6 separate regions of the Sus scrofa genome follow, and all the other regions are linked to region 1. A link is a contact called in public Hi-C, HiChIP or PLAC-seq and promoter capture Hi-C data. All regions are on one chromosome and are shown on one strand. The core of a region is the stretch at or near the end of the contact, and the rest is flanking DNA. Distances in the headings are between cores, read along the strand shown. Region 1 holds the start of CITED2 (cbp/p300-interacting transactivator 2). Region 2 has its middle 240 kb from the start of CITED2. Region 3 has its middle 19 kb from the start of HECA. Region 4 has its middle 170 kb from the start of CITED2. Region 5 holds the start of HECA (headcase protein homolog). Region 6 has its middle 190 kb from the start of CITED2.

Region 1 (4,250 bases), core at 573-3,072:
ATTCTGTGCCTGAGTCTCTAAAATGTAAATATTTTTGAGGTTTAAAAATTATTGCACTCATGGTTATAAATCCTGGAGAGTTTGGAAAAGGAAAGAAGAAGAGAGAAAGGCAATAACAATGTTTAAATACATATATTAAATATTACATACTTACATAACTAGAGAAAGACAGAGGGCTAATAGATTCAAATAATCAGGTTTTTCTCTCTTTTGCAAATTCTTGAAAGGGGAAATATATCAGAATTTCCAGTCCTCTAGAAATAGGGCCTTAAAAAGTCCTGTGAGCAAGAAGGGAGGGGAAAAAAGGGTGGTAGTGGGGGGGGGACTTGCTCTTCACAGCAGGAAGTCTTCAATGGCTATCGAGTTATGAAGAAACAACTCTGAACAGAAGTCCTTATTCGGAGCGCTAAACTCGCTTTTACCACATAAAGAGCAATATAAAAGCTCGGAGCAGCCTCATCGTGGTGTTGGGGAAACAACTCGGCTTCCCCATTTGAGAAAGCAAGAGAGCTCTGACTGGGTAGTGGCCCAGACCGGTGTTAGGGCTTTTATTTGCAAGTCAATGAGCCAAATGGACGACCAGGCTAGTTGTGCCGCGTTCTGGGAAGCAAGGTTATTATTATCACCTATTGCCCCACTGAGAAATTTCACTGGAAAGGAATAGTCCCAGCAGTGTGTATGCTCGCGGTGCCATACGGGACGTGCAGCTACGTGCCCACCTCCAGAACGACTTTATTTACAAAGCGATTACCATGTTATCTATCTGTTTTCCTTTTCCAGCAACAGCAGCCTTACTCAGCCCTCGAATTTCTTAATTACAAACCCGTTCACTTCTAAAGCAACCCCAAACCGTCTGGCAGAACCCAGAGGGAGGCTGTGCAAGTTTGCACACACCCCCATCTCCCGGATCAAGGGCAACAGCAGAAGCAAGAAACTGTATGTGCAAAAAGGTGGATCTAGGGACGAGGATCGCTGAGTTTGTTTACAGAGGAGAGACGCCTCAGCTCGGATGCCAAAGCTACCAAGAGCTGCAAACGCAAACTTAGCAGAAGCACACGTACCCGGGAGCGGCGAGTGGGCCCCAAAACGCGGACAGGATTCCCGGCCGCTGGAGCGGAGGCAGCCGAGCGCTAGCGCGCTCAGTCCACCTGCAGCTGCAGCGGGCTGCCGGTCCCCGCCCCCAGCCTCTGTCCTTGAGGCGGGGGAGCGGGGGGGGGGGGGGGGGGGAGATTCACCTACACGCAGAATATCTAGATCAGGTCACCTAATGCCCAAATAGAAACACAAAGGCAAAACCCAGGAAAGCGTGCACAGGGGAGGGGACATTCTTTGCCTAGGGCTTAAAAACGCACTGGGGTAAACACAACCATTCTTTGCAGCCTGGGTAAGCTTTGGTAAGCTCAGGGAGGCAAAAAGGCACTATGGACGGCGTGGGCGCTGCATTGAATCCCCTTTTCCAGTAAAAAGCAGCTCAGATCGGTAGGTGAGCTGGGGGTTGGGGAATCCGGCCAGAGGGGGGCGATGAGTTTTCCTCGCTTCTTTCCGGACAGGCGCTACCTCTAGGCTGAGAGTCAAGGGAAGATTTTTTTCTCTGTGCCGGGGGCCGCCGTGCTGGCTCAGTGTTTGTGGAGGAAACCAGGATCCGGGGGCCGCGGGGCGGTGCCTGGGACCGCAGCCTCTGCGCACGTGCCTCCGGCCGAGGGGGAACTCGGTTGCCAGACCCAGTCCGGGGTGCTCAAAGTGCCGGAATCCGCATTTTCCCTCCGCCCCCCCGGGAGGCTCTCGCTCCGCCCTTTCTGAAATCCCTTATATTGACTGTGGCCAAAGCCCTAAGAAACACAGCTCATTGTTGGCAGCTGCCGGGCGGTCTAGCGATCTAGCGAGCTGTGAGGCAGCAGAGGGGAAATAAAAGGGAACGGCTCCGGTCCTGCCCCAGCAGCCGCTGCAAGACCTCGGCGCAGACTTCGAGACAGCGAGCGCCTTGCACACCGGAAAGGCCACCTCTATGTGCTGCTGAGCCGGTCCTGGACCCAACGATCCCGCCCTCGGTCTTCAGAGCAGAAATCGCAAGGACGGAAGGTAAGCGCGGCGAGAGAAGCTGGCTGGGGCTTCTGCCAACCCAGTCCGACGAGGGCTGGGTTTGCCCGGAGGAAGAGCGTGAGGCGGAGCTGGGGAATAACAACAGGATGTGCAACAACAGGATGAGGAGGGCTGATTTAATGCCTGAAGTTCGCGGCAGGGCTACGGGGCACTTCCTTTATTAGGCGACATCGGGGAGCAAAGGGGGGTGTGGGCTTGGGTCCCCCCGCCCGATCGCAGGGGAAAGGGATGTTTGTGCAGCGCGCGGCTCTGTTGTAGATGGCAGGTCTGTCTTGGTGGTGAACCCGGGTGCACAGGCTCCTGGTGGGATCCTCGGGATGATCGCAACCGAAGTGTGTCTAGGGAGTCTTGGGAGGGGGGCAAAGGCGAGAAAAGGTGGGCTGCGCTGTGGTGGGCGACACGTGTGGCTACGGTCTTAGCGTCTGCTTTTTTCACTTTCAGGACTGGAAATGGCAGACCATATGATGGCCATGAACCACGGGCGCTTCCCCGACGGCACCAATGGGCTGCACCACCACCCTGCCCACCGCATGGGTATGGGGCAGTTCCCAAGCCCCCATCACCACCAGCAGCAGCAGCCCCAACACACCTTTAACGCCCTAATGGGCGAGCACATACACTACGGCGCGGGCAACATGAATGCCACAAGCGGCATCAGGCACGCGATGGGGCCGGGGACTGTGAACGGAGGGCACCCCCCGAGCGCGCTGGCCCCCGCGGCCAGGTTTAACAACTCCCAGTTCATGGCCCCCCCCGTGGCCAGTCAGGGAGGCTCCCTGCCGGCCAGCATGCAGCTGCAGAAGCTCAACAACCAGTATTTCAACCATCACCCCTACCCCCACAACCACTACATGCCGGATTTGCACCCTGCTGCAGGCCACCAGATGAACGGGACAAACCAGCACTTCCGAGATTGCAACCCCAAGCACAGCAGCGGCAGCAGCACCCCCGGCGGCTCCGGCGGCAGCAGCACCCCCGGCGGCTCCGCGGGCACTTCTGGCGGCGGCGCGGGCAGCAGCAATAGCGGCGGCGGCAGCGGCAGCGGCAGCAGCAGCAACATGCCCGCCTCTGTGGCCCACGTCCCTGCTGCAATGCTGCCGCCCAATGTCATAGACACTGATTTCATCGACGAGGAAGTGCTTATGTCCTTAGTGATAGAAATGGGTTTGGACCGCATCAAGGAGCTGCCTGAACTCTGGCTGGGGCAAAACGAGTTTGATTTTATGACGGACTTCGTGTGCAAACAGCAGCCCAGTAGAGTAAGCTGTTGACTCGATCAAAATCTCGGAGAAAGAAATCAAATCCCCCAACTTCTTCGGCGTGAATTAAAAAACATTCCCTTAGACACAGTATCTCACTTTTCAGATCGTGAAAGGTTTGAGAACTTGGAAACAAAGTAAACTATAAACTTGTACAAATTGGTTTTAAAAATTGCTGCCACTTTTTTTTTTTTTCTGTTTTCGTTTCGTTTTTGTAGCCTTGACACTCACCTCCCTTATGTAGTTGAAATATCTAGCTAACTTGGTCTTTTTTGTTGTTTGTTTTTACTCCTTATTTCCTCACTTTCTCCAGTGCTGAACTGTTAGATATTAATCTTGGCAAACTGCTTAATCTTGTGGATTTTGTAGATGGTTTCAAATGACTGAACTGTATTCAGATTTATGAGGGAAAGGAAAAATTGCATTAGTTGGTTGCATGAACTTTGAAGGGCAGATATTACTGCACAAACTCTGCCATCTCACTTCATTTTTTTAACTATGCATTTGAGTACAGACGAATTTTTTAAAATATGCTAAACTGGAAGATTAAACAGATGTGGGCCAAACCGTTCTGAATCAGGAAAAGTCATACTGTTCACTTTCAAGGTGGCTGTCCCCCTCCCCCATATGTACAGACAATAATAGGGTGTGGAATGTCGTCAGTGGCAAACATTTCACAAATTTTTATTTTGTTTCTGTCTTCAACATTTTTGACACTGTGCTAATAGTTATATTCAGTACATGAAAAGATACTACTGTGTTGAAAGCTTTTTAGGAAATTTTGACAGTATTTTTGTACAAAACATTTTTTTGAAAAAATACTTGTTAATTTATTCTATTTTAATTTGCCAATGTCAATAAAAAGTTAAGAAATACTTGTTTTCTAGAAGT
Region 2 (4,396 bases), core at 678-3,177, 240 kb before region 1:
TTGAGGATATTGATGAAATCAAAACAGCAAGGGGAAAATGTTTGAAAAGGGTAAAGGAGGTGCATTTTCCAATATACTTTTACCAGTATTTAATGGAAAGCCGTATTTGACCTATTTTCTGTCCTAGATTTGTTTTGGCAAATAGGTCTCATCACTTGTGCCAACTTTAAGTAACCCATGCACCTTGAAACAAATCCTGAGATTGTGCCCAGAGAGCAGTGGTTGATTAGAATTGTCTGTTATGAGGGATGTCTGTTATGAGGGATGTGGCAGTATGCATGATCTCTGTTTGACAACTCTCTCCCTGCCTTTGACAAATAAACCCACCCCTCTCAAAATACACTCCAAAGTACTCTGTCTACAAACAGATAAGGTAGAAAGAATAAAGGAAGGAAGGAAGGAAGGAAGGAAGGAAGGGAGGAAGGAAGGAAGGAAAAGGAAAGGAGGGAAGGAGAAAAGGAGGTGGGAAGACAATTACTTCAATAATTGATTAAAAAGTAAAGGAGTAGATTTAACTTGAAATGTCCAGAATGACTAATTATATGGATAAAATTGATTCAATAATTGTTGAGCTTTCCACACATTTTGTTTTTGCATCTACCTGTGCATGGAGCAATTCCTTACTACCCCACACAAGCAGCATACTGGTCCTCACCACCATAACTTTGTTCAAGCTATTTTTCTGTGTTTCCCTCCTACTTTTCATCTGCCCAGCTGTAGTATCCCTTCACATCCTGCCTCCTTGGTGAATCCTGGTTTGGGTGCCCTTGGGAATATCTTAGAGGCTCTCTTGCAAGTGGCCCCAGAGGCACTTCCTCTCTGACCATTTTACCACCATCCCCAGCAGGGCCTTGTAGCTCTACAGATGAGAACCCCAAAGGTCACCTTGCTGGTTAGTGACAGAACTGGTCAACTTTTGAGTGGTAAACTCAACTTTTCCACTTTCCAACTGTACCAAATTATTTCCTCCTAACCAGTCAGATAGAATCATTTACTAACTAGAATACTGGCTCTTAGTCTCCAAATTCTTTTCATTTCTCTTTCTCATGGTTCACCGGCTCTCTCATGTGAACAGACTGTCTTCCCAGTGAGACTGTACAGTTCTGTGGGCTGAATTCTGTGACGATCAGTGTGAGGTTGGGGAAGCAAAGCCGGTTTAGTCATTAGGAGATCTAGCTTCTGGTTCCAGCTCAGCCACATTCAACCATGTAACCTTGGCTAAGTCATTTCTCTGAGCCTGAGTTTTCCCACTCATGTAATGGGTGAATAATTTACCTTGTCTGTGGCCCAGGGTTGTTATAAGGACCAGTCAGGTGTTACATTGGCAAAAGATCTGTAATGTATTAAATATTATACACATTGAAGCCACCTCATATTTCCTATACACCTTCCTCAGCCATAGTTTCATTGAAGGGGCAGATCAAAGCATCCTGGACTTTTGTCATTTAGCCTCCTAAGGACTCTTTCCACACGTTAGTCCTGACCAGCCTGGGCTTTCCCTCTGGGCCTGGTCCCAGTCTTCATGCAGCAAAACTCTTCACAATATAAATATAAACTTTGATACAATATCTGTGAGAGATTTGTTTTCGAGTCTCTATCAATGTTTACATTCATAAGGAAGAAGGATTGCTTTAATACTTACTAATACAGTGTGGCTTATGATGAAACGGCACCACTGCCATTTATAAGTTTATATTCTGAAGAAAATGCAGTTTTCTACCTGCCAACATCTGAAAGCTATAAATAGTGAGAAAAATAGAGAAGCCTTAAAAGTCCATTGAAATGTATTAGATTTGGAGAGTTTCTTGGATGGTCAGAGTGGAAAAATATTTTGCTAAAAAATAGGGAGTGTTGCTCGTACTGGCATACAGGCAGACAGTTTAGTTAGTATTTACCCAGCCTGTGGCGAGGGAACACTTGGCTGTTTATTTCAGCGGAGGGGATGTTGGGAGACGCTGTTTGTCTAGTCAGAAATGCCCTTTGAGACTGCAAGTCTACCTGTGACCAATTTTCAACTAAATTTATCTTTGGACTTTGTGTAAGTAATCCAGCTTTAACCAAATCCATTTGGTCTTCTATATAACCATGTCATAGAATCCTTACCAAAAATTTCCCTGCTTTGGTTCACAATGATGGCTTCTGAGTATTCAGTCAAAGCTGAATGTGAGACAAATGTGAGTTCTGGATAAGTAGAATTTTATTTAATGTAGGAAATAACTATCACTTATTAAATAAAATGAACTGATATTTAACCAGTCATTTTCAAACATCTCTGCCCCTTGCTCCATAGTAGAATAAATAACACATACTATTAACCATGAATCGTTGTAAATTCATAAAGCAATTTATGTCTTACTTCATTTCTTATTTTAAAGCCTGGCTAAGGTTTTTACTAACTGCTCTCATTGCCAATCTGACACTGACATGGTGAATACTTGAAGAATGTAGTATTTTTTTCAATTGTAAGCATTTTGAATTTTATGCTCTTCTGATAAAATTCAATAGTTTATAAAGGATAGAATGGATATAAAAGGTACAAAAATGTTTCCCTGATTGTGATTAAGTAGTGATTACTATTTGTTTATTTCCATTGGCTTTCATTTTCATATGTAACCACACAGTTTTTTGTTTGTTTGCTTGGGTGGTGCGGTGGGGAGGGGTGAGTGGGGGTAGTTGGTCATTACATCAGGCTGCTCATTTTGAAAGTTCTTCTGAGCCTAGCACAATACTGAGGCAAGGACTGTATTCCCATAACAGTTTATATAAGTGTTTGACAAGTGTAAAAATCGAGCATAAAGATTTGTGAATCCTAGTCTTGATTTGGGGATTTTCATCCACTGTTTTTGCTTCTATTCTCCTGTTTATTTCCATATTCTTGCTTCTGTACCATTAACCATTCAATTTTCTCAAAAAACCTGTGTATAACTATTATGACCCCATTTAATAGATGACAAAGTTGCAGTCAGGGGAAACAAGATCCTTAGCATAGTAAGTTGCATGGCCAGGATCTACCTTTCCCTAAGTTTGATTTCCATTCCCAGACTCTTTCTGCAGAGCCTCTGGTGTCTCACAAGGGCAAGAATTTGCAGCCCAAGCTTCCTGTCAAGTTGACAAATGTGCTAAATCAAAGATAAAGGCCTCCATGTTAGGTTGTCAAGGGGTCAGTTCGCCCAAGCCTTAACATCCTCCTTAGCTCTGTTCCCAGACAGCAGCCCTTCTCAAGCTCGTTGCTACAGCAACATAATTCAAATGTGAGGGAGTCCCAACTTGGAGGATTTTGACAGTTGGGCTGAAGCCTATGTCCAACGGGCTCTGCTTGTGCACGTCCCAGTGAGCTATGTTTAACTTACATCATACCAGAGGACCAAGGCATCCTAATTAAGAGCTACCGCCTGGTGAATTACGTACAGGGCAACTAGTACTTGGGATTCATATAAGCAGAAGAACTGAGAACTCAGCACTGAAGGGAGAAGGTGTACAGTGCAAATAAATAAAATTTGGAGAACCTAAAAGTATAACAGCACAGAATAACCTGCTTTTACTTCCAATTTGTGGTTCAAATGTCTGCCATTATTTTCTTATTGGAAGCCTCATACTATACATTTCACTATTAAAAAGTGCGATCTTTAAACATTTAAAGATTTTTTTGGACATTCATCACTGGAAGTTTTTAATTATAACCTCTTCAACTATGTCTAATAACAACAACAATAATAATAATGATAAGTAATGATACTACTATCCAGGAGTCAGCCATCTATTTCTTGGATTTTGAATGTCAATATCAGGTATTAAATAAAAGTCAAATATATTGCCAGATACCACAATTGCTTAAGTCATGGAAAGGAAAGAAAGCAAGGAAACATACAGAAGGAAGAGGATAGAAATTAAGGACATGCGAAAAGAATCACAGAGTTGGAAGGTAACATGACATGATAGAAAGTTTTGGATGTGGGGGCCAAATAGATCTAAACTCAAGAACCAGCTCAGAAACTTACAAGATCTATGTTATTTGGCAAATTATTTAATTTGTCTAAGAATTAGTTTCTTCGTGGATTTAAAAAAAAAAAAAAAAAAGATACCCATATCGTGAAGATACTGTGAGTAATGAACAAATAAAAGTGACAGGTTTGGTAATTATAGTTTCTGGACACTAGACAAGATCTCATCCAACTCCCCACCCCATGTAGGAATCCTCTCTCTAGCATCTCCATCAGAGAAAGGCCACAGGTGAATGTGAGCTTACAACCTAACAAAACAACCTCTTTGTATTTGGAGGACACTATACTAAGTGCAATATGTCCGAGAAAGATAAATACTGAATGATATCATTTATATGTGGAATCTAAAAGGTACAACAGATTAGTAAATATAACAAAAAAGAAACAGACTCACA
Region 3 (4,542 bases), core at 1,580-4,079, 230 kb after region 1:
CAAATGCTAATGATTCTTGAATGCCTAAAGTTTAGAGTAAAAGTTTAACCATCTACCAGCTAAGTGACTTTTAAAATAATAAAAGAACTTATAAAATAATAATAAAAAAAAAACCCTATATCCTGCACCTACAACCCCCTTTTCACTTGACGTAATCCTCAAGAGACAATAAAAGCAGTGTGGTTTCTTGAGGTGGTGCTCTTGGTCCCTGAGACCTTGAGTTCCCCGGTTCCCACCTTTACTTAAGATAAATGTCTCTGTGTCTGGTTTTATGTTAACTTTTTTTCCTTAAGTTCCACAGCACCTGTTCTTCAGCCCCATCCTGCTGAGCTGGTCTCGGGACTCTCACCCCTCAATTCCCATCACACGGACCCTTTGGATTTGTGCTAATTTATCTTTTGAGTTATTTATGAAGACAAAATCCCAGAGTGCGGTGGCAGATATATTAGGTCTGCTTTCTCCTCAACTTTCTAGACTGGCTGAATAATGTTTAGGAAATCTTTGAAAGCAAAAGAGAGAAGGAAAAGGGAAGTAGAAGAGGATGGAATAAAAGGGAAAAGGAGAGATGGAAAGGGAGTGGAAGCAATTCAGCAGCATTTTTTAATCTGGAGTATAATAAGTCTTCCATACAAGTTTAATTTTACTTTCCCTCAAAATAAGCTTTTTCATGCTCTTTTTCATTTTTCATAACCATATCCTATTTTACTCACAACAGCATTTGTACATATACAGATACCAGTGCCTGGCCCCACATTTTCCTCTTTCTCCTAATACCTCTCCTATGTTGTTTTTCTTTACAATCAATGGTCTCAAGATAATAGAAAACTAGACTAAATAGTTTGGAGACTGTTCAAAACAATTTCATTTTACTATATACTTCATTTATTCTTCCTGAGTATTGGAGGTATTTCATGAAGGCCAGTATGTTACATATTTCTAAAATGATAGTTTTCTCACTTCTTTGGCTCAGAAAAATCTGACAAGAACCTCTGCAGCTGCTCTGGTTTTAGACTCAGACTGTGGTCCCCAGCCAGGTGCAAGGACAATGGCCGTCTATTAATATCCCCATGCCAGCTGTTGTCCCAACATGTGCAATACCCAGGCCCTGGGGAGGAGAACTCTATTTTATCTGCAGCCTCTCCCTTTTTGGTAAGGAATAAATTTTTCTATCAGCTTTGAAATAGATTCTAATACATTAAAAGAAATAAATTATATCTTATGCACTATATTTTTCACCCAAAGCACCAGTGATAGACCTTTTTTGGCCATCCTAATGTCTGCAGTAGTACAGAGCACAGGTTGCAAAGGTTATTGGTGAAATGATGTTTGTGGTTTCACTTGATTCTGCAGTGGAAATCAATCCACCATGAAAGTACCCTTTAATCAGGTATAATTGAACATAATGAATAGGTAAACCATGAAACAGAAGAACACATGGGCAGGTAAGATGTAAGAGGACCAAAGGAATACATGTAAAAGGAATCCAGGACAATTGGGATGGGTGATATTTTGGTCTTAAAAACTAACAAACTTATCAAAGGACTCCCCCTCCCCCCCAATAGCGAGGGGCTCCAGCTTACAAATATGCCATACTCTACATTCTCTCACTTTTTTTTCCTTTTAAGGCCGCACCTGTGGCATATGGAGGTTCCCAGGCTAGGGGTAGAATCAGAGCCATAGGCACTGGCCTACACCACAGCCACAGCAACAACAGATCCAAGCCACATCTGCTACCTACACCGCAGCTTGTGGCAGGTTTCTTTAACCCACTAAGCAAGGCCAGGGATCGAACCCACATCCTAATGGATGGTAGTCAGGTTCTTAACCTGCTGAGCCACAACAGGAACTCCTACATTCTCTTACTTTTAAGTTAGTGCCTTATTCATAAATGATGAATTGAATCATCATCTAAAAAATCAGAACGGTGGCAGAAACCAAAGTATTCTGCATCAAACTATTTGATCCAAAATCATAACATCTTACATTGGTAGGAGACTTTGCAATTCAACCTTTTGTTGAGACCTGGAATTCCTTCTATAACATCCTGAAGCAGATGATCATTTAGCCTCAGACTGACTTGCTTGGTTATTTAGCCTTAACTTGAACTCTTCCTGTGACAGTGAGCTAAGGCAGCCTACTACATTGTTGGACATTTTTGATTCCCAGAAAGTTTCTTTGTATGTCAACGTGAATACTGCATCCTTATAATTTCTCCCCATTGATCATAGTTTTGCTCTCTGGAAGATGCTGTGTTATATAATTTGTAGAGAAGCCCTAAGGAGATTGAGTGACAATTTAAGATAACCTAGGTCCAAAGAGTAGTAAGTTAAGTGAGATGAAATAAGATACATACTTTTATATCTAACAATGCGTTTTTGATTAAAGTAAATAGCATAACCCATTATTTCTAACTTACATTCAAGGTACACGGTATGTATATTTAAGATCTGAAAGTATGTCACCCCCAGCTACAATGTGATACTTTCTCTAACTAGACTCAACAGTGATCACTGAATTTCCTAAGTTGTTCCAAATTCTGGAATTTCCCCAGCCTGAAATCAACCAAGTGAAAGGCTTTGGGAATAGGAGACATAGGGAAATAATTTTTCTAAGAATTTTTTTTCTTGAAAACATTAAAGATGGCATTTCTTGTCATTTTATTTTTAAAAAGGTTGAAATTGTCACTTATAATCAGAGAGGCCTTGGGAGACATCTGCAGTGCTCCAGCCTCAGGCAGAACATCAGACTTTGCAAACAACACCATGAAACACTACCACTTCCCCTGAGTCTGAGGTTAAAAAGTAAGTGCTTGCCCTCATTACTCTAGTTAAGATCTTATCTTCTCTTGTTTTTCTTCCACTGATAGGAGGCCCTGGTACTTCTCCTCCCGGGCACAATAGAAAAGTGCTTTGATATTTGCTTTCCTCCAGGCTCAAACTGAAAGAAGACTATCTGGACACACACACACACACACACACACACACACACACACACACACCCTCCTTCCTAATTTGTGATAGCTAAATCACCATGTCTTCTATATTCTTTGGGTATTTATAACCATAACTTCATAAAAGAGATTTGTTCACTTCTTTTTTTTTTTTTTTTTTTTTTTGGTCTTTTTCAAGCCACATCTGTGGCATATGGAAGTTCCCAGGCTAGGGATTGAATTAGAGCTGAAGCTGCTGGGCTACGCCACAGCCACAGCAATGTGGGATCCAGGTGGTGTCTGTGACCTACATCATGACTCATGGCAACTGTGGATCATCAACCCACTGTGTGAGACCAGGGATCAAGCCCGCATCCTCATGGATACTAGTCAGGTTTGTTACCACTTAGCCACAAGGGGAACTCCAAGTAATTTTTTTCTTCTTCAAAGCAAATTTTGAAAGGCATATGTTTTAAATACTAGAGATTAGAGGTTCTCTCATAGATTACTACTATGCTAAATTCCTTTAAGCAACAATGGAACATAATTTTCTATCACATTCTTCAAAGAGTATAATAGACTGAGTTATACATTTTTTGAAACCAAATGGTCAAATTAAGCCAGAATATGCTGGGAATCTTTGAGATATTTAAAAATCATTAGAATTGTCAGAATAAAGAAATATCTATTGAAATGCATAATAGTGCTTTTTCTCTTTACCCTTTTAAGATAAGTGAAAGAAAGTTCTCACAATTTTACAACTGTTAAAATAATTTAACTGTATATCTTACACTTTCATAAATATCTGTCCAACTTCATCCTCAAAACAAGCCTTGAGGCATTACTTTCCACATGATTGCAAATAAGGAAGCAGGCCCAGGGAGAAAGAGCTAAGACTGGCCCAGCATCCCAGGAGCCAAACTTGACTTCTCATGACATCAGAGCCCAGGCATGTCCAGTACAACATTACTCTTCCACTGATCTGTGGGCTCACTTTGGTCTGCTATTCCAAATAAAAGAGACCCTTGCATTTGCTCTCTAAACAGTTACCTTCCAGGCAGTTCCCTAGTGGCCTAGCTGTTAAGGATCCAGTGCTGTCACTACTGTGGCTTGGGTGGCTGCTGTGGCGCAGTTTCATCCCCGGCTGGGAACTTCCACATGCCACAGGTATGGCCTAAATATATAAATAAATAGTTATCTTACAAACATCTTGAGCTTAGTAAATCTTGAAAATTTTCAAATGGTTCTCCATTCATAGACTGAGTAAGCCAGGTCCTTTGTAGGAGATTTCCAAAAATAAAAAATAAATTGGAAAAGATGACCTATTAGTTTTAAAATTAAAACTATAATCCTATGAGATACACATACAACAAAGCGAGAAACAAATACATACTTAAATATAGGCAAATAGTATGTGAGAGTCCTGCTTTGTGCAAGACAGAGTTTCATCCTTAGGCCAATATTAAGATGACCTGAAATTTTAAAAAATAAAATAAGCTGAGCCTCACCCTCAAAGATTATGATTTAATTAGCCTGGCAAAGAGCTTCCAAATTAAATTTTCTTAAGCTTCTTAAAAAGAACTTCTTTTTTTAAAAGTTACATTGAAGTATAG
Region 4 (4,723 bases), core at 2,086-4,585, 170 kb before region 1:
AGAAGAAAACATAGGCCAAAACTCCTTGACATAGGTATCAGCAATAATTTTTTTGAATTTGACACTAAAAGCAAAAGCAACAAAAGCAAAAAGCAAAAAGCAGGACAACATCAAGCTAAAGGCTTTTGCACAGCAAAGGACCATCAACAGAATGAAAAAGCAAACTAAGGAATGAGATAAAATATTCTCATATCATATATCTGACAAAGTGCTAATATCCAAATATATAAAGAACTCAACAGCAAAAATAACATGATAAACAATCCAACTAAAAAGTGTACAGAAGATCTGAATAGGAGATTTTTTCCAAAGAAGATACACAGATAGCCAACAAGTACATGAAAAGATGCTCTACATCATTAATCATCAGAAAACACAAATCAAAACCACAATGAGATATCATCTCATACCTGTTAGAATGACTATTACCAAAAAGACTGGAACTAACAAGTGTCAATGAGAATGTAGACATAATGGTACCCTTGTGCATTGCTGGTAGGAATGTAAATTGGCGTAACTACTACGGAAAATATTATGGGCATTCTCCCCCATATTAAAAATATAACTACTATAGGATCCAGCAATTCCACTTCTGGGTGGAATTCTTTCATTTCTTGAAGAAAATGAAAACACTAGTTTGAAAAGATATATGCACCCCCACGTTCACTGTAGTATTATTTACAACAGCCAAGATATGGAAGTTTCCACCAATGGAGGAATGAAGAAATTGTGAGGATGTGTGTGTATGTGTGTGCATATGTATGCATACATATATACATACATGCATTCATGCAATGGAATGTTATTCAGTCATAAAAAAGAATGAAATCTTGTCACTTATGTCAACATGAATGGACCTCAAGGCCATTATGGCAAGCAAAATAAGCCAGACAGTGAAAGATAAACACCATATGATCTCTTTCATACACGTAATCTAAAAAACCATACAAACAAAAACAAGTTCATAGATATGGAAAACAGATTAGTAGATGCCAGAAGTAGGGAGTGAAGAGTGGGAGAAATGGATGAATTGCTCTGGATATTCTTTTTTGTTTAAATAAATTAATTTTTTAAAAAACTCATAGAGTTTCCATTGTGGCTCAGTGGTAACAAACCCAACTAGTATCCATGAGAATAGGTGTTTGATCCCTGGCCCTGCTCAGTGGGTTAAAGATCCAGCATTGTGGTGAGCTGTGGTGTAGGTTGCAGACATGGCTCAGACCCCGTGTGGCTGTGACTGTGGCTGTGGCCAGCAGCAGCTCCCACTCCAATTCCAACCTTAACCTGGGAATTTCCATATGCTGTGGGTATGGCCCTTAAAAAAAATAAAAATTTAAATTAAAAAAAAGACCAAAAAAACTCATAACAGTGCTCATTCCATCAGAAACTGCTCAACTGTTAGAATTATTTTTTATGTTGAGCCAAAAATCTGACTTTCTGATGTTTACACCATTGTGCTTTTGTCCTGTTATGCACCAACAGCATATTGGACCTAGACCAATCAACACAGAGCAAATCTTAATTTTTCCTATTCCTCATGATGACTTTAAAACATTGAAAAAATTAGAACTTTCATTCCTCATTCCCTTCCACTCTCAAATGTAGCCCATGGTCTCTGCACTGGTTACCTGCCTTTAGGTACCCTCTGCTTAGTCTGAGTTGGGTCTTGTTTGTTTGCCTTTAGCCGTGCCTGAGGCATGTTTCCAGGCCAGGGATCGAATCTGTGCCACAGCAGTAACCCAGAGCCACACCAGTAACAACGCTGGATCCTTAACCTGCTGAACCACCAGAGAAGTCATGAGGATTTTAACAAATAATAGGTCCAGGAAATATGGGTCCCATGTATGTTTTGAAAAGTTACACGTTCAGTTGCTTATGATGATGTAAATATTATGTTTCCATTAATCTAGGCCAAGATTAAATTAGTATTATTAGTAATCAAAATGAAATGTTGGCTTATGAAAACACAGTTTTTCCTTCAGTGTTAGACTTCACATACATCACCTTCACATTTCGTTATAATGATTTTGATCTTGTATTTGCATGTTTTGATATTATGTCTAATCATGACTCCATATCTGTTGCAGTGTGACAGAAAACAGAAGTCCCCAGATTATTCACCATATGACTCTGACTGAGTCATTTGATTTCCCTGAACCTCAGTTCTGCTCACTGTTAAAAAAAAAAAAAAAATGAGGGGGTGCGAGGGGGCAAGAGGGAGAGTTTGGGAGCTAGAAATAAGTCTTCTTTACAGGTTGTGAGAATCAAGTGTGACAAGCTAAGTGAAAGTAATCTGTAAAATGAAACACGCCATACAAATGTTAGCTAATAGCAGTGATAAGAATGGCTTTTTTTCTTGATGTTGTCCACTGTAGAAGGAATAAGTATGTTTTCTATGTCTTTATCCACCTCAAGGATCCCAAATATAAAGCAAATTAAGACCAAAATACTCATCAGCATACTTTAGATTTTTTTTTCAGCCTGCTGTGACTCTATGTAAAGATATTATGACCCAACCTGTACATCCTTGGCTCACTTTAGCCTCAAAGATCTCATGAGCCTGGCTGTGTGGCAATACCAAATGGTGTCAGAATTACTTACCACCAACAGTTTTGAGTCAGACAAATCTGGCCTCAACTCCAGCTCAGTCACTCACTAGCAATGCTCTCAATGAACTTCTGTTTCATCTGAAATAAAGGCAATAGCAATGTACCTATGTGCTACTGCAGGACTACAGAAATAAGGCAAATGGAGCCTGATACAGTTAGTGTTCAACAGGTGGTTGCTACTTTTATGATATTATTGTGAAAGTTAAATTTTCCTAGTCAATCCTCTGATCTTACAGTAGCTCTGTTTCAAAAGCAAGAAGAGAAATTAAGCAAGCGTAACATGGCATTCCTTATAAATAAATCTAGGTTCGCTCCTAGTAACCACTACATTCCTTTGTTAACATTCACAAACAATTAGCTTGAAAATCCATTATTGACTTTTTCAGGGGTCACCTCTGAGAACAGTGGAGTGGACCTGTTTATGGCTTGTGAAATCTCTCCCTCTTTTTGAAAAATGGACTAATATTTCCCTTATTCATTCATCTTTTGGTCTCTGCAATAACTCAGTGATTACTAAGATTAATGCTCACTTTATATTCACTCATTCAAAAAGAATATTTTGAATATCTGCCATTTGCTCTGCACCCCAGTTTTTTCAGTAGGCTGGCATAACCTGCATCCACTGCTGGCAACTAGAATTTATTTAAAGTGACCAGGCTTTGCCTTACTGTCCATTTATTTACATAGAGTTGCAGTCACCTCCCTCTTTGCATTGTCTATGAGTGTGGACAAGTCATTTAACGCTGAGTCACAATTTCCTCCTCAGTAAAGTAGGATAATAATAACTACTGTGACTACCTCCCAGGGTAAAAATACAATGAGATAAGGTTTAAAAAAAAAAAAAGGGAAAAAATAAAAAATATATTCCAAGAAAACAAGAAACTCAAAAAAACAATTCAAGGTATCACTTGTTCTTATCTTTCCAGCATGCAGACCACTTTCCTAGCTGCAGAATTTGAAAGCAAAACACAAATTTAACAGTTTTGTTAATCTGTTATCATTACACCATCTGCCCCAGGCATCTTGGTGATCGCTTCCTTGTTTTTCTAGTTTCAAACAGTAATGAAAATGTCCTTTTGTGGTCTTTAACATTTTCAAAAACCCAAACTTTATTATGTATTTGTTATTTATACTTCTGTGGTATTCTATATTAAGATACAAATACAATCAGATCCAGCAAAACCAGAAAAAAAATGTAGAGACTAAGAATGAAAAGGAAGAGACACCTGAGTAAGCAAACCTCAACTATGTATAAATCTATACAATGGAGCATATACTTAGCTTAACTTTTTGGAAACAAAGCTAAAAAATAGGACCAGAGGGTAATATGGAAGTTACACTGCACTATCTGGTTTAATAATAGGAAGCATGACAAGAAAGACACTCTTGTCATCCCTCTAAACTCTCAGAGGGATCACAAAGTTTTACATTAAGAACACAAAACAACTGGGAGTTCCCTGGTGGCTCAGTGGCTTGGCAGGTTAAAGATCCAGCATTGTTACTGCTGTGGCTCTGGTAACTGCTGTGGTACAATTTCAATCCCTGGCCTGGGAATTTCCACATACCATGAGTGCAGGGCAAAAAACAACAATAATAACAACAAAAACAGAAAATAATCTAATGGAAAGTGTCTTCAGCAGCCATCTTACAAAGGGAAATATGACCTCCAAATTGTCACTTTTATATACAATCCTTAATAGATTATCAAAGAGTGTTATCAAATTGTCATTCTGTGAGGGGACTTGTAGATAAGAGAAGGTAACATTGTAAAATACAAATATTCTTATGAACTGGCTTGATACAAGGCTAAACTTTTTAAAATCAAGAGTAATGAATCATGGTGTTCCCGTCATGGTTCAGTAGCTACCGAATCCGACTAGGAACCATGAGGTTGCGGGTTCGATCCCTGGCCTTGCTCAGTGGGTTAAGGATCCCACATTGCCGTGAGCTGTGGTGTAGGTTGCAGACATGGCTTGGTTCCCACGTTGCTGTGGCTCTGGCGTAGGCCGGTGGCTACAGCTCCGATTAGACCCCTAGCCTGGGAACCTCCATATGCCGCAGGTGTGGCCATGGAAAACACACACACAAAAAAAAGTAATGAATCATGCTTGTGC
Region 5 (4,128 bases), core at 951-3,450, 210 kb after region 1:
ACAGAACAAAAACAAAAACAAAAAAAAACAAACAAAAAAACCCACTTAACCCAGTACCTGTAAAACGGTAAATGCTTAATATCTTCTGAATGAGAGAACGGCAACTATCATTCACTAATCACTTTCCTTGAGAAACTTTACTAAGCTTGTCACAAACGTAACAAGCCTTTAAAACAAGAACTGGGGACTGGGGTGGGGAGGGCACTCTGAGCCTCACGAAACCCTGTGAGGGAATCAATACAATCAGCGTAATCCTTGTTTCCAATTTTACAAGTACGGAAATTGAGGTTCAGAAAAGCGGTCCTTCCCAAGATGACAAAACTCTAAACAGCTGAGCCAGAAGTCTGTCTGTCTTCTTTCCCCTCTGCCACATCAATACCAAAATGAAGTTCAGTACAAGGTACACAAAAGACTGTGGAAAAGACGGTCTGGCCCAAAGCAGTGTTTTCAACAATTCACAAATGACATAAATTTGTTCCTGGAGGGTGAGGGGGGGACTTCCTATTTCAAAACTGCAGAGATACAGCCAATGGGGCCTAAGGTTCTGTTTCTAATAGGCTACACTTCAATCTCCATGTCTCCATGTTCAGACCACTGTGGGGTTCTTCTAAGTAGTGCAGGTAACCTGTTTAAAAAATTAAGTTACATAAAGAATGGCTTTAAAAGCTGATTATATGTTAAAAGCCAGATATAAAGAACCTAATCTCCCCTTATTGAAATACCCCTGTATCCCCAACCCTGAAAAACTGCCTGACCTGAGGAACTCAAAGAACTGTCCAAGTCTGAAAATGTTTGTTCAGCACCCTATAACTAAAACCAAGTCTCTGCAGTGACAACAACAACCCTGTCACATCTTCTCTACTCCTTAAGTGCCCCTTTAAAAGGTGCATTCAGGCACAACCTAAGATTATTAGGCTTCCTTCTGAAAATGCGAAGCAGAATTAACCAGAGGATGATTTTTTTTTTTTTAAACTCCCGGGCTGAGAACGGAAGTCAAGTTCAGATTCTCTTCCTTCCTCAAGTGAGCAAGAGAATTAAAGAGCACCCCCACCCAGCGACACACACACACACACACACACACGCACGCACACACACACCCTACAGTAAAAATGTCTCGGGGCCTCTTCACCTGTGGCAATCGACACAGCAAGCCTCGATTTGCAGGGATTTGAAGCTCTTCTTCATTCGGTGGGTGGGGAAGGCGGGTGGGTGAGGGGAGCGCAGGGAAAAATGAACTGGTGCCTAAGTTTTCAATCGGATCATTCTTCTCAACTTGGGCACTTCCTTCCTTCTTTCTTACCCCCAGCCCGGGGCACACACATGGCTTTGCCAGCGCGGGCACGATGGGCAGGGCCCGAGGGGTACGGCGCCTCAGTCCGGCACCCGGGCGCCCCTCCGGGTCTGCGACTCAGGCTGCCCGGGGCGCGCGATTCGTGCGCCCCGCGGACACTGACCTGTGGCCGCCGATCGATCGCCACCGCCGGGCGTGGGGACCGGGAAGGGGCAGCCGCGGCGGGGCGGAGGGGCGGGGTGAGCACTTCCTGACTCTCGCATTGTCCACGCATCGCCCGCGCCACCCAGGGCCCCACCGCCGCGCCGTCCCCGTCGGGGAGGAAGTTGGCGCTCGCACCGCCGGCCCCGTCTTACCGTTCTTGGCTTCTCCGGCGGCTGCAGCCCCCGCGGCGGCTGCGGCGTTGGCGGCGCCCGGCCCCGCGCCTCCCGCGCCCGCGGCGCCCACGGTGCCCGGCGCGCCAGCAGCGGCCGCTCCGCAGCCGGCCGCTGCCGCCAGGGCCCCCCCGGCCGCCGCGCCCGCCGCTGCCAGGGCCCCGGCTCCATTTTCCTGCTCGTCCCCGCTGCTGTTGGCGCGCTTGTTTTTGCGGCCGCCTTTACTGTTTTTGGGGTTGGGCATCTCGCGAGCGTCCAGGTGCCCCGCAGCGGCGAAGGCGGCTCCCCGCGGTGCCGGGAGGCCGAGGACCGAGGGCGCGGGCCGGCGGCTCCTCAGGCTCCCGTCCAGTCGCGCGGCCCGCGCCGCGCCATCCCGGCCGCCGCGCCCTCCCCGGCTTCCTGGAGCCGGGACGCAGCCACTCGAGGCTCGCAGCCGCGCGGGCGCCGCGGGCTCGGAGCGCGAGCGAGACGCTCCAGAGCCGGAGGGAAAAGGCGGGTCTCGGGCTTGTTTTGATTCGGCTTCGCTGACACGCTCTGGCCCCGCCCCTGCCCGTGACGACACTGGGGATTCGGCCTGGCCGCGCCCACCAGGTGACCTCACGGCGGCCGAGCCCGCCCGCATGACGTCACGCCCCGCACAGAGCCAGCCACCTTCAAGTGACGTCATCTGGGCGCCCACACTCGAGGGCCTCTACGGACTCCCTTTCCTGAAATGGGCCCCATTGCCAATTTGGGGGCGTCTAAAGCTACTAGATGGCCTCCTGACCTTCATGCAATTGAGGCTTAGAACAATATGGTACTGGAAAAAATAGGCAGGTGACCAGAAAAAAACTGGAAAATAAAGGATTTCGGATTAATCATCCATCAAAACGGTTTGCCATTAAAAACAATCTTAGATTCAGTAACAAAGAAATAGGGTCGAATTCCTAGACAATGGGGAAGAACAGCAGAATCCCTGAATGGAAGGCCAAAGCAGCCTAGTGGTAAAACAGCCCATTCAAACAAGACCCAGCATTCAGGGATGAAACTAAACGTTGACTGTGACTAAGAAGCAGACCTTGCCTGGGAGGGAAATTCAGTCCCTGTGGATAGGACTGAGTTGTCCTGAAAGATAAGTGGCCACTGCTATGAGCAGGTGGAGATTAGAAGGTGACACCTGTGACAAGACAGTGACTTGGACAGGGAACCTGGGAAAAGTTTCATATGATCTCTTTTTCTGCCTTTTCCAAGACTAGCTCCTTCCTCAGGTCCCAGCTTAAACACATCACTTCCTTCAGGATGATATAACTGAGACCCCTCTGCAGAAGAGTTATCAGAAGCATCACCCTGTTTATTTTCCTCACTCGTCTCTAATTACATTGTCAATGTACATTATTTCCTATCACCTTCTCACTCAAATGAAAGCTCCATAGGTGGGAGAAGAAAGCTCTATAGGTGGGAGATTTTATCTGTCTTGGGCACCTCAAAGGACAGCTAGCATATATTTGTTGGACGTATAAATTCTTTCCCCATGAACTATGGAGGGAACACTGTGTTAGTTGACAATTTACAGTTCTCCTGTATAGTATGATCTCCCTTAACTAGCCCAGCACTCCAGCAAAGACTCTTGGGGTGTGTTCTGAAGCATAAAGAGTCAGGCAGGGACTTCCCTCCCTGTCCTCACCTAATGGGGAGATTCTGATGGGGAACTCTGGGCATTCATTGCAGAGTCCACAGCAGAGCCTGGAACTGCAAGGAAGAGCACTAGACACTCAGGAGCAATTGCTGGTTGGACTTTTCAGGAGGACAGTGACGAATCTTTTAATTCCTTAATTTTTTTTTTTTTTTTACAGGAAAGTAACCCTTTACAGTGCCATATTCACAGTTACAATAGATATTTTGTGCCTATATTTTTATATCTCTTCCTTCCCCATCTCAACTCCCCTAAGCATTAGGATAGCCAGGTTTGTCTATCTTTCTGACTCTGCAGAGTCTAGAATAAAGCCTGACTCACAGTTAGTGTTCAATAAAATTTTGTTAAATGAGAATGTCTAAAGCACTCTTCTTCGGGCTACATTTTTCTGAAGCTTAAAGTGTCAACTAAGCCATCAGTTTTCTAGGAAGTCTTCGCTGACAACCCAAAGCTAGATTGGTTCCCATGGGCTCCCTGCACCTTACCCCCTGCAAGAGCTTGCACACACAGTATTGAATTTGTCTGTTTACTTATCTCGTCTAGGCCTCCACAAGACTATAAGCTCTACGATGGCAGAAACTGTCTTAGGTGGCATGGTATCCTTGGCGCCTAACACAGTGCATGGAGTACGGTGGGTATTTAATAAACGCAGGACAAACACATGAATAAGTAAATGGACAATTGCATTAAAGGTAGATGCAGCAGGATTTGGTGGCCACTTGGATGTGAGGGATGAAGGAGAGAGATAAGTCAAGAAATTCTGAACACTGGAGGAAAGGATGGTGGTAGTT
Region 6 (4,254 bases), core at 322-2,821, 190 kb before region 1:
TATCCATTTTTATGACACAAAGACTTTTTTTTTTTTTGCTCTCCTATCTTCTTTTACTATAATTTCCATTCTTGTTTCCATCTATCACATCATGTATTCAGTTTGATTTTTAAATAGATCTTATAGTATCCTGGGGACAAAGGATCAGTTGGGGAACAGGGACAGGGTTTCCCCTTGCATGTTTTTAAAAAGAAAACATGAAACCAAATGAAAAGTACAAGATCTGTTACTTTAGTCCTTTGGTGATTTTCCCCTGACCAAGTGTAATACTTCTAACTTCCTCCCTCCTTGGCTCTCACTGAACTGACACACTGCAGGTGCCATGGTTTAGATTTAACAATGAAAACCCATTTCTTTTCTAGTTCCGCAGCAAAGACATCACAAAAGATAGAGTTATCATGAGCTAATTACAGTCCTTGAAAATTACCTTTGTGCTTTGCAAATATGCATTTTTTTCTTTGCTGGTGATGAAGAAGTTGGCAGTTTAAATAAAAAACACTATTTAAAGTAACAGAGTACAGTTATATAACCTTTTCACATAAATCACACAATAACTCTTTGTGCTTTGTAAAAAAAAAAAAACTGCAGTGCTTGTTAAGAAGATTTATTTATATAATAATCTATGCAAAGGACTTTTTTCCCTTTTTTGAAAGTGGGATGTTCTTTTTTTTTAACCTCTAGAAGTTGCAGACTAGAGGGCAGGAATATCCTCCAATCACCATTTTTAGTTGCACACACTCTAGCTACTAAAGACTCCAGTTCACATAGTGTTTTGGCATGACCACATCTTTATTTCTAAGCGTACAGAAAACTTAAGGAATAGTCTGTGCCTGCTAAATAAATAAAAATGTAGAGTCAAAATCCAATCCAGTATAAGGATTCCTTTGCATTCACAAGTCACACCAAGACCTGAGACAATTTTTCTCAGTTTTTCAGATATATTACTGTGGGTCCCACTGAAATCCATGCGACCGCTGAGGCTGAAACCTAGAGTTTCTCCAGTGATTCTCCATGGGATTTTTCCACAGGTCTCTGTTCCCCTACTCAGCTTCCTTCCCATGTTTCTTTGCTCCCTTTCACCTTATTCCCTAATTTAAACCTAGAAACAATAGTCTTTCATTATTAAAAAGCTGTCCCTACCATTTAAAAACATCCCCCATAGAAAGTGTCTTAACTTCAGAATGATCTTTTCACTGACCAATCCACTGTGAAGAGCCAAGGCCATACATAAGTGACTAAATGCTAAAGCTTGGCTCAAACTGACCCACTTAATCCTCAGTCCAAAGGATCACTTCAAGAAGAGTGATCCTTTCACGGAGATAAACCTAGTTGAGGCATTTAATTGGTCAAATATATCTATTCTAACTCTTGCTGAACAGTGGGGTTTCTGAAGACAGGGAAACCCACAAGGGCTTTCTTGTGTGTCCTTATCTTTCACTGAGATGCTGACCTAACTTTTAAAAGCTATCACCATGGAAAATTCTGGGCTTCTCTCCAAAACCAACCAGTAGGAGGTGGCTCTCTTAATCAGTGGCTGTGTTCCGTCTTTATATAAACAGGTTAAGCCAGCTGCCAGAGCCTCTGCGACTAATTCCAGCTCACATTACCCTCGGCTGGAAAGATGGGCCTGAACCAAAGCTGCTTTAGGAAAGCAGACAACTCTCACCTCTCCCAGGTTATAGCAAAACACCTGGTACGAGTCACCAGCAAACTTATTTTTGTTCCTCAGGATCGTTAGGTGGGATTTGATTAACTGGAGAGACATCCTCCCATTAGCTAATCCATGAAGGGCTCTCATTGCCTGGGATGGAACTCAGAATGACGGTTTGTAGAATCAACAGGCATGACTAAAAGTGAAAAAGACACTGCTAACAAAATCTGTTACCTTCCTCAGACATCCACTTCTCTACTTTGACCCTGAGAATGTTCCTCAAAATGATGTTACCCTAAAGTAGCAACAAACGACATGGAATAAAGCCTAAATAACTAGAATAATAAAACAGGCTTCTGAGCTATACTTATAGATGTTGGCCAAAAATAGTCATGTCCATGTGCCTATGAAATGTGAAACTTGATCATGGTTCAGTCATTATACCAGAAGCATTAAAAGAAATAAGGCAAACAAACTGAAACTTTCCCATGCAGTATGTTCTTATGTTAGTGAAGAATTCTGCTTACATTAATCAACATAACAGTAATAATTAGAAATTCTGAACCTCACACCCGAAAAAAAAAAAAATGCTTTTGCAGAGAAAGTCTTTTAACATGCTATCACATTGATTTAAAATCAGTGTATTAAGGCCATTGGTCTATAGATCAAGCCATATCTGAATGGCTCAGAATAATTTTTCTCTCTTTAGCTACCAAAATTGAAAGTGAAGTATGTTAAGTCCTTCTGCTGATTTTATTTTCAAAAACATACAATAGCTACTGCAATTCCAGGAGGATTCCTCTGGTTTTTATTTTGACAGCATAACACTCCACTCATGGGACTTGAGCTTTTCAGGTGTTAAAGAGAATTTGCTATAAGAAAATGATTATAATAGGATTGAATGTAATTGAAAGTCAAGGTACAATAGCCATACAGTGTATCACGGAGAGTGTCAAAACTTGCAGTGAGGGTGGAGTGCCTTTTGCTAAGTAAACAAAAAAAGTGGAGAGAGAAGAAAATATTCTATGCACGACAGGATCTACAAGGTTGGCCAACCTGATAAGCCTGCCACACCGCAGTGGGATCAGACCCACAGGTACTACAGCGCTTCCCTGGCAAGAGGGGCCATGAATAGTTGCAACCTCCCCACCCCACAGAAATGTTTTGAAAACAAGTTATATAATAACCTGAATTCTTGTCTAGAACTTGACAGGCAATAACCATAGGCCATCTAAGGCTCCAAGAGGGAAAGGCCCATCCCTGAGTCACTGCCCTGGCCCTTCTAGTCCCAGGAACTAGTGTCACTCTGAGTCCATTCACGCCCTTGCTAAGGTTTGCCAGCACGGGTGGGCACGGTACACACCAGGTGAGAACTGGCCGCTCCCCGAGTGCTTCACCCCTTTCCTTGACAATGCCATTCTCTAAGAACAATAGGTTTATCAAGCATGTGAATGCTTTCCCGGAGACAGGCCCGTGAAGAATGCAAGTATCATAACTATTTCAGGCATCATAAAATAATTATAAGCTCTCAAGATCAGAACTTGGTGCAGAAGTGAGCGCGTAACAATGAATGTTTGTCCTCCTCTCTATCATCATAGGGCCTTCCCTTCCCCTAACTGGCTTTCCTACCATTCAGTATGTCACGTGGCTATCTTGATCATAATTTTGATTAGTAGCTACGTTTTGGTTGACTCCTATGACTCCACACTTGGGCAGAAGCAGGACCTGAAGTTTAAGGCCAGATTCGTCTTAGAGAAATAACATTCTTTTCAATCTTTGCTGCTAGTTCTTTACTGCTGTGACCTCCATAACAGCCTTCGGAGAAGAGCAACATTAGTGCAGGCAGGACCAGGAACTTACTACGGCCGCTATTAGCATTAATATTACGTACGCACATATTGTACTTCCCAAGCATAAATGTGATTTATGAAACAAAACACCATGGCAAATGACATGCATGGACCTGTGAGTCAGGTTTTGAGGTGCTTTTTCTCCACACCAACAGCATTTCTACTTACATTCGCAATATGTATTGGAAATTTAAGTATTACTATCTTATTTTTTTTTTATTAGGAAGCGGTTTTTTTCCCAATTTTTGCTGCTTCCAAATCATGAACAGGCATTTCAGCAGATTCATATCACTTAAGGAATCTGCTCTCCTCCTTTCTGCTTATATCCTTTGTCTTTTTTAAATTTGGGGGGCACCAATATGTGCCATTTGTTCCCCTCTGTGCTTTTATTTTATGCTTTTATTTCTATGCTAGCCAATTCTCTAGACATAACCATATAAAGGATAATAGTGAAAAATAATCTAAAATGTGAATAAATATAAACATCTATATTTATGTTTTAAATATATATATATAATATATATAATATATAATTATATAAATTATTTATTTTAAAATATATATAAATAAATATATATAGTTATAAAAATAAATATAAACCAGGCCTATGGTTATTGCCTGTCAAGTTCTAGACAAGAATTCAGGTTATTATATAACTTGTTTTCAAAACATTTCTGTGGGGTGGGGAGGTTGCAACTATTCATGGCCCCTCTTGCCAGGGAAGCGCTGTAGTACCTGTGGGTCTGATCCCAC

The links. Promoter capture Hi-C pulls out the DNA fragments that hold promoters and counts their contacts. A called contact is a pair of places that touch in the nucleus more often than the background predicts. HiChIP or PLAC-seq counts read pairs in DNA pulled down with a chosen protein or histone mark.
Region 2: a contact with region 1 is called in a Hi-C map of liver, with 7 times the contacts expected there. The contact joins the enhancer-like site here to the promoter of CITED2 in region 1. A contact is called at or near these places in 1 of 5 promoter capture datasets (liver), 5 of 47 Hi-C or Micro-C datasets (embryonic fibroblasts, liver and skeletal muscle) and 2 of 2 datasets of contacts at active chromatin or transcription factors (alveolar macrophages and skeletal muscle).
Region 3: a Hi-C map of blood shows a contact between it and region 1, with 5 times the contacts expected there. The contact joins the enhancer-like site here to the promoter of CITED2 in region 1. A contact is called at or near these places in 24 of 47 Hi-C or Micro-C datasets (alveolar macrophages, blood, embryonic fibroblasts and 11 more) and 2 of 2 datasets of contacts at active chromatin or transcription factors (alveolar macrophages and skeletal muscle).
Region 4: an H3K27ac HiChIP or PLAC-seq map of alveolar macrophages shows a contact between it and region 1. The contact joins the enhancer-like site here to the promoter of CITED2 in region 1. A contact is called at or near these places in 8 of 47 Hi-C or Micro-C datasets (embryonic fibroblasts, fibroblasts, heart right ventricle and 2 more) and 1 of 2 datasets of contacts at active chromatin or transcription factors (alveolar macrophages).
Region 5: a promoter capture Hi-C map of liver shows a contact between it and region 1, with 6 times the contacts expected there. The contact joins the promoter of HECA here to the promoter of CITED2 in region 1. A contact is called at or near these places in 3 of 5 promoter capture datasets (fetal liver, liver and skeletal muscle), 23 of 47 Hi-C or Micro-C datasets (alveolar macrophages, blood, embryonic fibroblasts and 12 more) and 2 of 2 datasets of contacts at active chromatin or transcription factors (alveolar macrophages and skeletal muscle).
Region 6: a contact with region 1 is called in an H3K27ac HiChIP or PLAC-seq map of skeletal muscle. The contact joins the enhancer-like site here to the promoter of CITED2 in region 1. A contact is called at or near these places in 1 of 5 promoter capture datasets (liver), 11 of 47 Hi-C or Micro-C datasets (embryonic fibroblasts, fetal heart ventricle, fetal skeletal muscle and 5 more) and 2 of 2 datasets of contacts at active chromatin or transcription factors (alveolar macrophages and skeletal muscle).

The regions. Positions count from the first base shown.
Region 1 is chr1:25,153,830-25,158,079 of Sscrofa11.1, forward strand. CITED2 (cbp/p300-interacting transactivator 2) reads left to right here and starts at 1,823. Exons shown (of 2, transcript XM_001925774.5): 1 at 1,823-2,079; 2 at 2,542-4,250. The coding sequence starts at 2,550. The coding sequence ends at 3,371.
Region 2 is chr1:24,914,799-24,919,194 of Sscrofa11.1, forward strand. No RefSeq gene overlaps it. Among named protein-coding and RNA genes, the nearest start is that of CITED2, 240 kb to the right of the region's middle. Within about 2 kb of position 1,928, at least 4 of the 83 cell types and tissues checked have an H3K27ac peak or open chromatin away from gene starts, as enhancers often do. A contact at or near this core is called in liver, where this site is marked.
Region 3 is chr1:25,380,987-25,385,528 of Sscrofa11.1, forward strand. No RefSeq gene overlaps it. Among named protein-coding and RNA genes, the nearest start is that of HECA, 19 kb to the left of the region's middle. Within about 2 kb of position 2,830, at least 8 of the 83 cell types and tissues checked have an H3K27ac peak or open chromatin away from gene starts, as enhancers often do. A contact at or near this core is called in fetal skeletal muscle, where this site is marked.
Region 4 is chr1:24,985,491-24,990,213 of Sscrofa11.1, forward strand. No RefSeq gene overlaps it. Among named protein-coding and RNA genes, the nearest start is that of CITED2, 170 kb to the right of the region's middle. Within about 2 kb of position 3,336, at least 6 of the 83 cell types and tissues checked have an H3K27ac peak or open chromatin away from gene starts, as enhancers often do. A contact at or near this core is called in alveolar macrophages, where this site is marked.
Region 5 is chr1:25,361,883-25,366,010 of Sscrofa11.1, forward strand. It overlaps HECA (headcase protein homolog), which reads right to left and starts at 2,201. Exons shown (of 4, transcript XM_021087304.1): 1 at 1,648-2,201. The coding sequence starts at 1,909.
Region 6 is chr1:24,968,185-24,972,438 of Sscrofa11.1, forward strand. No RefSeq gene overlaps it. Among named protein-coding and RNA genes, the nearest start is that of CITED2, 190 kb to the right of the region's middle. Within about 2 kb of position 1,572, at least 24 of the 83 cell types and tissues checked have an H3K27ac peak or open chromatin away from gene starts, as enhancers often do. A contact at or near this core is called in fetal skeletal muscle, liver and skeletal muscle, where this site is marked.